3 separate regions of the Zea mays genome follow, and regions 1 and 2 are each linked to region 3. Evidence: chromatin contacts called from public Hi-C data. All regions are on one chromosome and are shown on one strand. Each heading gives the region's core, a stretch centred on a gene start, on an enhancer-like site or on the middle of the called end of the contact. The rest is flanking DNA. Distances are from core to core; before and after follow the strand shown.

Evidence for each region. Hi-C and Micro-C count contacts between places; a contact is called where the count stands out from the background.
Region 1: a contact with region 3 is called in a Hi-C map of ear, with 3 times the contacts expected there. The contact joins the promoter of LOC100279121 here to the promoter of LOC541693 in region 3. A contact is called at or near these places in 3 of 25 Hi-C or Micro-C datasets (ear, endosperm and leaf).
Region 2: a Hi-C map of leaf shows a contact between it and region 3, with 5 times the contacts expected there. The contact joins the promoter of LOC100193159 here to the promoter of LOC541693 in region 3. A contact is called at or near these places in 7 of 25 Hi-C or Micro-C datasets (ear, leaf, root tip and 1 more) and 1 of 3 datasets of contacts at active chromatin or transcription factors (leaf).

What each region holds. Positions count from the first base shown.
Region 1 is chr1:245,577,034-245,580,511 of Zm-B73-REFERENCE-NAM-5.0, reverse strand. LOC100279121 reads left to right here and starts at 1,789. Exons shown (of 6, transcript NM_001152162.2): 1 at 1,789-1,949; 2 at 2,069-2,242; 3 at 2,337-2,402; 4 at 2,495-2,620; 5 at 2,742-2,825; 6 at 3,056-3,274. The coding sequence starts at 1,850. The coding sequence ends at 3,126.
Region 2 is chr1:245,659,801-245,663,138 of Zm-B73-REFERENCE-NAM-5.0, reverse strand. It overlaps LOC100193159, which reads left to right and starts at 1,632. Exons shown (of 7, transcript NR_153803.1): 1 at 1,632-1,844; 2 at 1,955-2,318; 3 at 3,174-3,260.
Region 3 is chr1:245,249,786-245,253,378 of Zm-B73-REFERENCE-NAM-5.0, reverse strand. It overlaps LOC541693 (indeterminate growth 1), which reads left to right and starts at 2,127. Exons shown (of 4, transcript NM_001111439.2): 1 at 2,127-2,466; 2 at 2,556-2,853; 3 at 2,973-3,146. The coding sequence starts at 2,238.

The DNA of each region.
Region 1 (3,478 bases), core at 540-3,039, 330 kb before region 3:
ACGTGAAGTGCGAGAGGTACTACCACTTTGCCTCCCCACGAAGCTGAGCTTATCATCGATGGTCCTCTTCGTCTAACTTCTACATGCAGTCTTCAAATTCCTTATGCTTAGTGGCTGACAAACTCATGAGAGTCACCCTAAGGATGTTGTCCTATGAGATATCCGAGTGACCCTTAGAACTAGTCATTTGTTGCCAATTTTGATAGATCTGAAACACAATCGTCCCCATCGAAGTCGCCAAAAAGTACATTGGTCTTTTTGGTCCAAATACTAACGAACCCTAGGGATGGCACACAATGTGATGGGCCATGGAGTCGGCTCGACACCGGACCGTCCACAGTAGAACATGGGACGGTCTGCGGTCGGGTGCTGGACCGTCCGTGATGTGCAAAGAGCTCTCAGGTAAACCTAGATTGCAACAACCGTCAGCTTCCTCCTCCAAGGATGAGCAGCGCAGCGAGGACAGGCCAATAGCATCCTCTAGGCTCCAGGGCAGAGCAGAGCAGCGCAGCGCAACGCAGCGGGGGGGGCATGGTTGCTGGGGAGTGCAGCGCAGCGAGGGTACCACAGACACGAGCACCGATGAGGGCCCACACAAGGGACGACGGTAGATCTATACCCGGCATCTTCCGCAGATGGACGAATTCCGAGCAGATGAACTACCGGTGGCGAGGTGCGATCTATTTCTGAACGAAGAACCGACGGAGGCTGCGAATAAAGTGTCTAAACCTTAGCTTTAGATACCTATTGTTAGAATCACAGATGAAAAAAGAGACACATAGTTTAACGTGAAAAAACTCCCCTAAGGTGGAGAAAAAACACGGGAAAACAGATATATTTTGTGGTGGTCAGTACTAGGTACAAGTAGGACCTATTTATATAGACAAAGAAGATAGAGATAAGGTCATATCCAACATTTCTTGGAATTGACTTAGCTTATAAAAATAATAATATGTTTGTCTCTAAGTAGGTTTTATCATGAAATTTGGTATTAAAAGTAGTCTGACTATATACTTATTCTTGATACTGTAAATATTAGTATATTTTGTATATATTTGAATTAATATCAGACTTAAAAGGTAACTAAGGAAACTAGAATCACGACAGAGAAATCTTCTACGGCCGCATTATATCTGACGGTTTTCTTGACGACCGTCGGACGTATCACTTATTTTCAACAACTGTCAGATAATACTAATAAGACGACTCTATACGGTCGTCAGATATAGATATTTCCGACGGCTGCCGTCAGAAATAATGCTATTTCTAACCCGTTACAATCGAGAGATAGTTGCCGTCGGATATAAGACATCGGCTGTTGAAAATAAGTAATGTCTCGAGGTTTAGGTCTTATTTTCGATGGCTTTGACCGTCGAAAATTTTATGTTTTACTGTTGTGAATTTACGCTAGTAATATATAAGCAATAGACACAAGAGGCGTCTAGAACCCGGCCGTGTACATTACTGGCGCCCGCGGCGCTTATTTGGAAACGTACGTAGCATTATATTGATATTGATGTCTGGTGCAGGCCGCCGGTTGGCATGGTTCATGTCCAAAACAGAAGGTTTTTCCACGGGTGCACCGTCCACGCGTCCAAACGCTTTGCCTGGTTGTTCACGGGTACGACGACGAACGAACGAACGAGTCCAGGTGACAAGTCCTAGGAGGCCAGCAGGAGCCAATACATGTCGCCGTCGCGCTGCCTTGCCAGCTGCGAGATGGATCGGCGGCGCTTACGCATGGTCGGATCGGCGTCGTTAAACCCAAGGCTTCGCGCGCGCATACATAACTAGCTTGCGTCCCGGGCGCGGTCCCTGCATTGCGTCATCGTCGTCCATCGTTGGCGAGATGGCGGCGGTGGCCATGAGCCCAGATCTGGCGCTGTTCCTGACGGCGCTGCTGCTGCTAGCCCTGGCAGGAGCAAGGCCAGGAGCAGCAGCAACAACCGGTGAGTTCTCGTTTTTTTCTCTGTTATTATATTATATTGTCGGACCATGAGTTCGTTTCTCTATATTATTATATGGTGGCGGTGGCCATGAGTTCCTGACGCCGTGTATGTACGTTCAGACAGTAGCACCATCTGCGACACAGCCGAGTGCGGCAAGGGCACCTGCAGCGAGGTGCCGGGGATCCTCCCCGTGGTCATGGCTTCCTACAAGTGCACCTGCGACCCGGGCTGGTCCCAGCCGAAGTTGCTCAACCTAACGGTCCTGCCCTTCATGCCCTGCATCATACCCGACTGTAAGTACCTGTACTCTCGATTGAACCTAGAGCTCGTCCTGCGCGCGACCGTCCATGCATCTGTGTTGTTGTTGTCGTTGCTTGATGCATGCAGGCACCTTCGACTCCTCGTGCTACAACTTCAGCCTCTTCTCATTGAGAGGAATACCCCTCACGGACCGTGAGTATATATACAGCAGCATGTACTAGCTAGTACAGGTACCGTAGCCCTCATGCATGCTCTTCTCTCTATGCATGGCTATATATGTGCAGCCTGCGTGATCATCGACTGCGGCCTGGGCGAGTGCAGGAAGGGCCAGGGCTTCAGCTACACCTGTGAGTGCCAGCCGGGATACGTCAACTTCCTCGACCAAACCTACCTCCCCTGCGTCAAGAACTGTATGTGGCCGATACATCTGCTCGCCATTTGAGCTATACTACTTTTTAATTTGCCACGCCGCGTACGTCGTGTATATTCCTAAACCTTGATTAATAATAATAATAAAAATACTGCTCTCAGGTTCCTTCGGCTCGGACTGCTCGAAGCAGGGGATCGCCCCGCCGCCGGCGCCGCCGCCTTCCACAGCGTCTCCACCCGCACACGGTAATCACACGATTCGTCGTCGGCCCCAAACGGCAATTTTTCATTTCGTCGCGCACCAGCTCGTAATCCTAACACACACAGTTTTCACGAGTTCTGTGTGCCATTCATCGTCATTAATTTACCAGTTACCACATATATACACACATGACGACCCAACACAAAGTTTCTTAATAATTGGATTTACGTACGTACTGATCAATTGATCATCTGTACTGCGTGTGTGTGTGCAGGTTCTGTTTCGTCGTGGCGCCTACTGCAGCTGCTGCTCCCGCACGCCATCCTCCTCCTCCTCCTCCTCTAGGTCGTGTAGCTACATACGACACGCGAGGGCGGCCGATCGAGCGCACTGTACATGTACGATTGATCTTACGTGTACGTAAATACTTGTACTGTACGACCGCATCCAATTATTAATTCGGCGACGTTCAAAAAAAAAAGGCATATGTGTGAAGCTTATTCTGACATTGGTTTACGTACACTGACTTATCATATGTGTGAAACTTTATTCTAGCACATATATGAGATGCATCTGGATTTGTCCTAAAATTCAGGTGTGACAGAAGTGATATTAGAGCAATATAATATAATGATGATTGTAGGATGTAGCCTAGATAGACATGGTCAAACACTTGTCTACTTACCTTTGCCACTTT
Region 2 (3,338 bases), core at 383-2,882, 410 kb before region 3:
GTCCACCACATACTATATGTTGTGAACTTGTGACATTTGTGTTTTTTGTGAACTCGATATATTGTGAACTTGTTATATTATGTATTTGTGATCTTTGTGAACATGTTATATTGCGAACTTGTGAATTTGTTATATTATGAATTTGTGATCTTTATGAACGTGTTATATTGCGAACTTGTTATATTGTGAATTGTGAATTTATGGTCTTTGTGATCTTCGTAAACTTTGTCGTATTGTGAACTTGTTATACTGAGATATTTTTATATTGATATATTTACTAATTGTATTTTAAATTTCGATCGTTACGAGTGTATTTTCCATACCGAACTTTCGTTTTCGATGTTTCCAATACCGATACCGTTTCCGTTTCTAGAGTTACCGTTTCTGATTTCATTCCCGATAAAAATATGATAACAATAACGGTTTTAGTGTTTACCGACTGTTTTCATCCATACGTACACACCTTCATATGAAAATACATCAACACCCTTGATTGCTATACATATGATATACAAAACATAATTAGGGCAATCTTGTTTTTTCCCACGAGCGTGTCATGTATGTCTTTCCTCTCCTTCGCTTCCACAACACTGAAGTTGAGCTTGGGTCATTCTAGGATGCTTAATCTGGTTCACCCTGCCTCCTCCTTCAGTCCATGGAGGCTTTTGACTGAAGTTTGATTTTTTATTCCTGATATCAAACTTGGAAACAACTAGGGTTTATTAGTTCTGAGGACCTTTGGTGAGGACTCGCTCGCAATAGTGATATGATGCCCCGTGTCTCATGTTGGGCCGGTGATTTGGCGGCAAAGACGAAAGCGAATGTCGATTAATAATAACTAATAGGAAAAAATATTTTTCGTTTAATTTACCCCACCACTCCATTGAGTTGGTTCAATTTACACCTTTACAAAATTTATATTTTTTATTTCTTTATGTACAAACTAAGTTTTCAATTTATTTTTTGTTGGTTAGTAACTAATATCATAATTTAGCCATCAAAATATATTATAAATTTTTATAATTATTTTGATAGGAATCAGATAAGATAATAACATTATTAGTACAAAACTAAATATAAAATAATTATGAATTTTTTAATACATTTTCTATTATGGTGTCTTCAATCACCTCAGAAATTATGAACTTGAAATTTAACTTTTAATTGGATAATTTTTCATCATTATTTTAGGAAATATATTAAGAAATTTTATCATTATTTTATATTTAGTTTTGTACCAATAATGTTATTATATTATCTGATCTCTAACCTATCAAAATAATTATACAATATATATTATATTTTTAGACTAAATTATGCTATTAGCTAATAGCCAACAGAATTTGAATATAAAACTCAGTTTGTACATAAAATGAAAAAAGACAAATTTTGTTAAAGGGTAAATTGAATCAACTAAAAAAAGTGAAGGTAAAAAATGTACTAAAAATACTTTTAAGGATTATGTGAACAATGTTAATAGACGAGGGAAGTAATTTGGATCTTTTCCTAACTAATAACTGTATTGGGAATTGAGATGGGATGGGCCGTGCTCTCAAGTTGGGCTGGGGGTGGTCTGATCCTAACTGTTAGTCAAATGCAACGCCTACCTGTGGCCCACGCCACACGACGACCCCTCAAGTAACCTCGAACTGCATCCGCCAGCACCAGCAACAGCAATGGAGCACACGACGACCCAACACACGGCAGCCGCCGGGGAGCAGGAGAGCCCCCCCACGGCGTTGGCCTTGAGAAGCCTCGCCGACTACACCGTCGGGGCCATCCCCACCCTATTCTATGTCCCCGACTTCATCTCCCACTCCGAGCAATCACAGCTCCTCCACCATGTACTGCACGCATCAAATCGGCAAATCTCGTCTCCTTTTATTCGTTTTTGTTTCTTTCTCTCTCGATCCCACTGTATTTTGACGCGGCGGCGGTGACTTCTTCGGCGCAGATTTACCAGGCACCGGCGCCCAAGTGGAAAACCCTCAAGAACCGGAGGCTACAAAACTGGGGTACTCTTTGTCTTCTTCGCACTTGGTGGTTTTGGCTTGGAGATTGCTTTAGCTTCCTCCTTTCCTTGACACGGTGTCGGATTGAGCAGGAGGAGTGGTGCATGAGAAGGGGCTCCTGCCGCAGGCCTGTGAGTGTGCTCATAAAAGCTTGCAAATTTTAGCTTGGTTTTGTGAATCAAACTGAAGATCAGGCATAGCGTTGCATAACTGAAGTTTGGCCCGTAATCTAATTTTGGTTCCAATGTGCTTGGTTTCAAATGTCTTATCTTGTGAAAATTCAAGTTCAAATTCAAAGAGTAGTAGGTATGCTTGAAGAATAAAATTTTCCTACAATGTGATTGCCAGTAGAACTGTGGGAAGCTCACCAAGTAGTTGGCACTTTTACTGGATAGGATAACTAACACTATTGAGTTGCTGCTTCAACAGCAGATGCCACTTGGTTATTAGGAAGATGTGTTGTAATTTTTGTACAAATCACAAGTCCCACATGATGATCATCATAAACCAGTTATTAATATCATGATGGCAGCTTCATGGATTGGTGGTTATGAGCCATCAGCCAAGTTAGTGGTGTAGCTAAGCAGGGGCTGAATTCCCTAATTATCCTTGGAGCCTGGACTCTATGGAAGCACTAAAATAACTGTATTTTTGATAGGCAGGCTCCAAACCTGAATGTGACTCAAAAAAGCTAATCAAGAGAAGGATGTTTGGGGGCTAGTAGGGGCTATGGAGCTATCCTTCGAACTACCCCTATTCTCGGTCTTTAGTTGAGTTTAGATGGTTGATCTGTTTTTTATCTAGATTCATGGATCCTTTTGTGTATTGGTGTTTTTGGCCACCAGAAGGTGGCTGTGTTAGTTAGTAATCTTTGGTTTGTCTAGCTTAGACTCTTCCTTTTCTCTTAATATAATGATGTATAGTTCTCCTACGTGTTCGAGAAAAAATAGCTTGTCTAGCTTACTTGTTAGCTTAAGCTTTCATAGCAAGTAACACTCTCAAGGGCTTCATCTTGTGAACCATCATAGCTGTCTTCCGCTTGTTTTAGAAAAATTGAGGCACTTCGAGGTTGAGATTATTAGTTATCACCTTGCTTGTCTTGTATCCAGCTTTAAGTGCCTCAGAACATGAAGCTTACCCAAAGGTCTTCATAATGATTAGGAAGTCAGTCAAGGCTGGATGTTTGTTCGAATATTGGATAGGGATTCAGAGAGGTTTACTCCCTTCAAGTTAGAAAAACAAAGAATGGTATGTTTTTGTGGTATTTTTGGGTCAGTCTAGGATAAAGTATTTATGATCCTTCTTTAATTGTTTCAGTTAGCAGAT
Region 3 (3,593 bases), core at 878-3,377:
AAAGAAGGAAAAGATTAAAGCAGCAAGCAAGGAATTATAAACCCAGTAGTACGTACCATCGCGGCGTCCCTCAAAGCACAATTTTTTTTCTCTTTCTTGCATGGGCTGGCAGGCTTAAAAAGCAAGCAGCATGATGCATCGGGAGATAGATTCAGAGAAAAAAAAAGATGGAGCGAGGGAAAGAAACCTGCTTGTTTAGGACTGATCAAGCCTGCAGAAAAAAAGGAGAGAGGACTTAGAGAGGAAACGAACTAGAGACAAACAAGGCTAGGCTAAAGAGCGGACTTTGGAGCCCTAGACAGCCTTTTCTAACACACACACACACACACACACACACACACACAAACCGTACCTGCGCATCAAGATGCACGGCACGTAGTACCTGCAACTGCAAGTAAGGATAAACAGAAAGCTGCCTTTGAACGTCAGTCACTAGCTAGCTAGGCGTGTATGCAGATCGATCGATGAGCAGCCCAGGTGACGGGGGGCACAGATGAAAACCTGATGGGAAGAGGGTCAGTGAATGAGTGAGTGGTTGTGCAACTTTTGCTTTCACTGTACGGTGAGAGTTTGATCCCCTGGTACGGTGTGTGCGATGCATGCTCGGCCGGTGTTCCCTCCACCATTTGCCCACTCTTTTTTTTTGTGTGTGCCCTTTCTCCAATTCCATTGGTCATCTCTGACTGCAGGGCAGGCAGGCAGGCGGAACCAGAGCTCCGATCCAGACGAGATTATTAGAAGCAGGGATCGAAAAGTATAAAGCAGTAGTGATAAAGGCTAATAATGTTTCTTTTTTTATTGGTTTGCTGATGGCTTAAATTAATTCTTCTGCTAATTAACCTAGCTACATGTGTGCGTGACTGGCTGACTGACTGACTGACACCCACGTACTGCATGCAGAAACATACAACCAATCTGAGCATTAGCTTGTGGTGAAAGGCTAGCAGCTGGCTCACTGCAAACAGAAAGTGAACTAGTCCCTGCTGTCTAGCTAGCTAGCTTAGAGGTGTGTAAAACATAGGCAACTTCCTTTTCAGTTGCACCTCAGTTTTGCACAGTCGCAGGCCAGCCACACACACACACACAAGAATGAGCTCAACTACTTTGCGCACACAAAGATAGTAGGAATACTCCCTATGTCGAGCTCATCAGTTACTAAGAAAAACTAAAGGTTGGTTGGTGCTAGCTTGCTTTTGCCAATGCCTCAATGGTCTGTGTGCATGTATATATATGTTAGGCCTTTTTTTTCTTTACTAATACGTACATTTTCATCGCCTGGTGGTAATAAGGCAAGTAAGACCAACTCCAGCAGCACTGGCTATCCCACTCCGTATCCCTATTATACACGCTCTGAGTCACTATTTCGCTCTCCAGCAGCCTTCGCATCCGTCTCCGCAAAACACACGCAGTGTACCTGCACTCTCCTTTTCCACGGTTTCTCTCTCCTCTCCGCACAAGACTGCATGCGCCCCCTCCTGCTCGCGGGCCCCAGTTGTCATAGACTGCATGCGGAGTGCAAATACGGAGTCTGCTGGAAACGGAGACGGATACGGAGAGGAGAGAGAAACTGTTGGCCGTGCTAAATACGGATACGGAGAGGGAGTCTGCTGGAGTTGGTCTAAATACTCCAATGACACAGCTGCTCAGGTTGTACCACTCCACACCACATGTCGTCATTGCATGCATGCTAGCTGCCATTGATAAAAAGATAGATGCAGAAACTAAAGGGGGGAAAAAAGAGAGGGAGGGGCATAGCAATAGCACGTCTGGCTGGATGGATGGGCGTGGCTTTTTGGACCTGCAGAGGGAGTGCACTCGATTGCAGCATCTCTCTCTACACGTATGTTGCCCGCCTTGCCCTGGCTAGCTGCAGCAACTGCGCCTGCAGAGGGCAACGCCAAACCGCCTGCAGACTGCAGTGCACTGCTGCCTCCCCCTGACGCCTTTTTTCCCCGATCCTCTCCTGCAATAATACAATAATAATAATCTGATTGCCCTCCTCTCCTCTCTCAAATAATCACGCTTGGACAGCACTAGAAGCACTGAGCTAGCTGAGACCACAGAACCACATGGGTCTACTATATATAGAAGCTAGGAAGTAGAGAGGGGATCAGTAGCTAGCTAAAGCTTAGCCCGGCGGCCGGCCAGAACTGCAAGAGAGAAGACCAAGAAACAGAGAGAGACAAGCGCAGGGGACAGCAGCGGGTAGCTAGCTAGCTAGCGATCGACGACAGACGATGCAGATGATGATGCTCTCTGATCTCTCGTCTGACGACCACGAGGCCACTGGATCCAGCTCCTATGGCGGGGACATGGCCAGCTACGCCCTCAGCCCTCTCTTCCTCGCACCGGCGGCCTCGGCCACCGCGCCGCTGCCGCCACCTCCGCAGCCGCCGGCCGAGGAGCTCACCAACAAGCAGGCCGCGGGCGGCGGCAAGAGGAAGAGAAGCCAGCCGGGGAACCCAGGTACGTAGTAGTTAATTGGCTGACCAATCACGCCGACCGATGCACCTAATTAATGAATCAATGTGCTACAAATAAATTAAAACCAAAAGACCCCGGCGCGGAGGTGATCGCGCTGTCGCCGCGCACGCTGGTGGCGACGAACCGGTTCGTGTGCGAGATCTGCAACAAGGGGTTCCAGCGGGACCAGAACCTGCAGCTGCACCGCCGGGGCCACAACCTCCCCTGGAAGCTCCGCCAGCGCAGCAGCCTCGTCGTCCCGTCGTCGTCGGCGGCGGCAGGCTCCGGCGGCAGGCAGCAGCAGCAGCAGGGCGAGGCCGCGCCGACGCCGCCGCGTAAGCGCGTCTACGTCTGCCCCGAGCCCACGTGCGTGCACCACGACCCGGCGAGGTACGTATGCACGGTCCTGCTCCTGCATATATGCGAGGGAATGCTAGCGACATAGCATAACATCTCATCGATCCATCCATCCATCCATCCATCCATCCATCCATCCATCCATCCATCAGAGCTCTGGGGGACTTGACTGGGATCAAGAAGCACTTCTCGCGGAAGCACGGGGAGAAGCGGTGGTGCTGCGAGCGCTGCGGGAAGCGCTACGCCGTGCAGTCGGACTGGAAGGCGCACGTCAAGGGGTGTGGCACGCGCGAGTACCGCTGCGACTGCGGCATCCTCTTCTCCAGGTACATCTCATCTCATGATCACCGTGCATATATGCATGGACGACGTGCTTTGCTGTAATTGTAAACGCTGATCATTTTTACTAACAAGCATGCTGGATATAATAGCCTAAATCTCTCACCGGACGGATCGAGAGAAAACCTAGCTAGACGGGATCGATCGGTCCAGCAGGTTGCCGCCGACGACTGTTCCATCGATCGAGCCTGTTAATTTAGTCACAAAAAGGATCGAGCATATGCATGTATATGAACTATCTTCCTTCACTGACCAACATCATATCATGCATGGACCTAGTTAATCAGTACATATACTCCTATATATACATAGTTTTTCAAGAACATTGGGTGATTCTGAAGCAACCTAAATATATATAGATACCAAAAATATATGAAGTCATCAGCACGATCTGCGAGTGAGTACGGTTCTTGAACTCTTCTGATGGTTGCAAT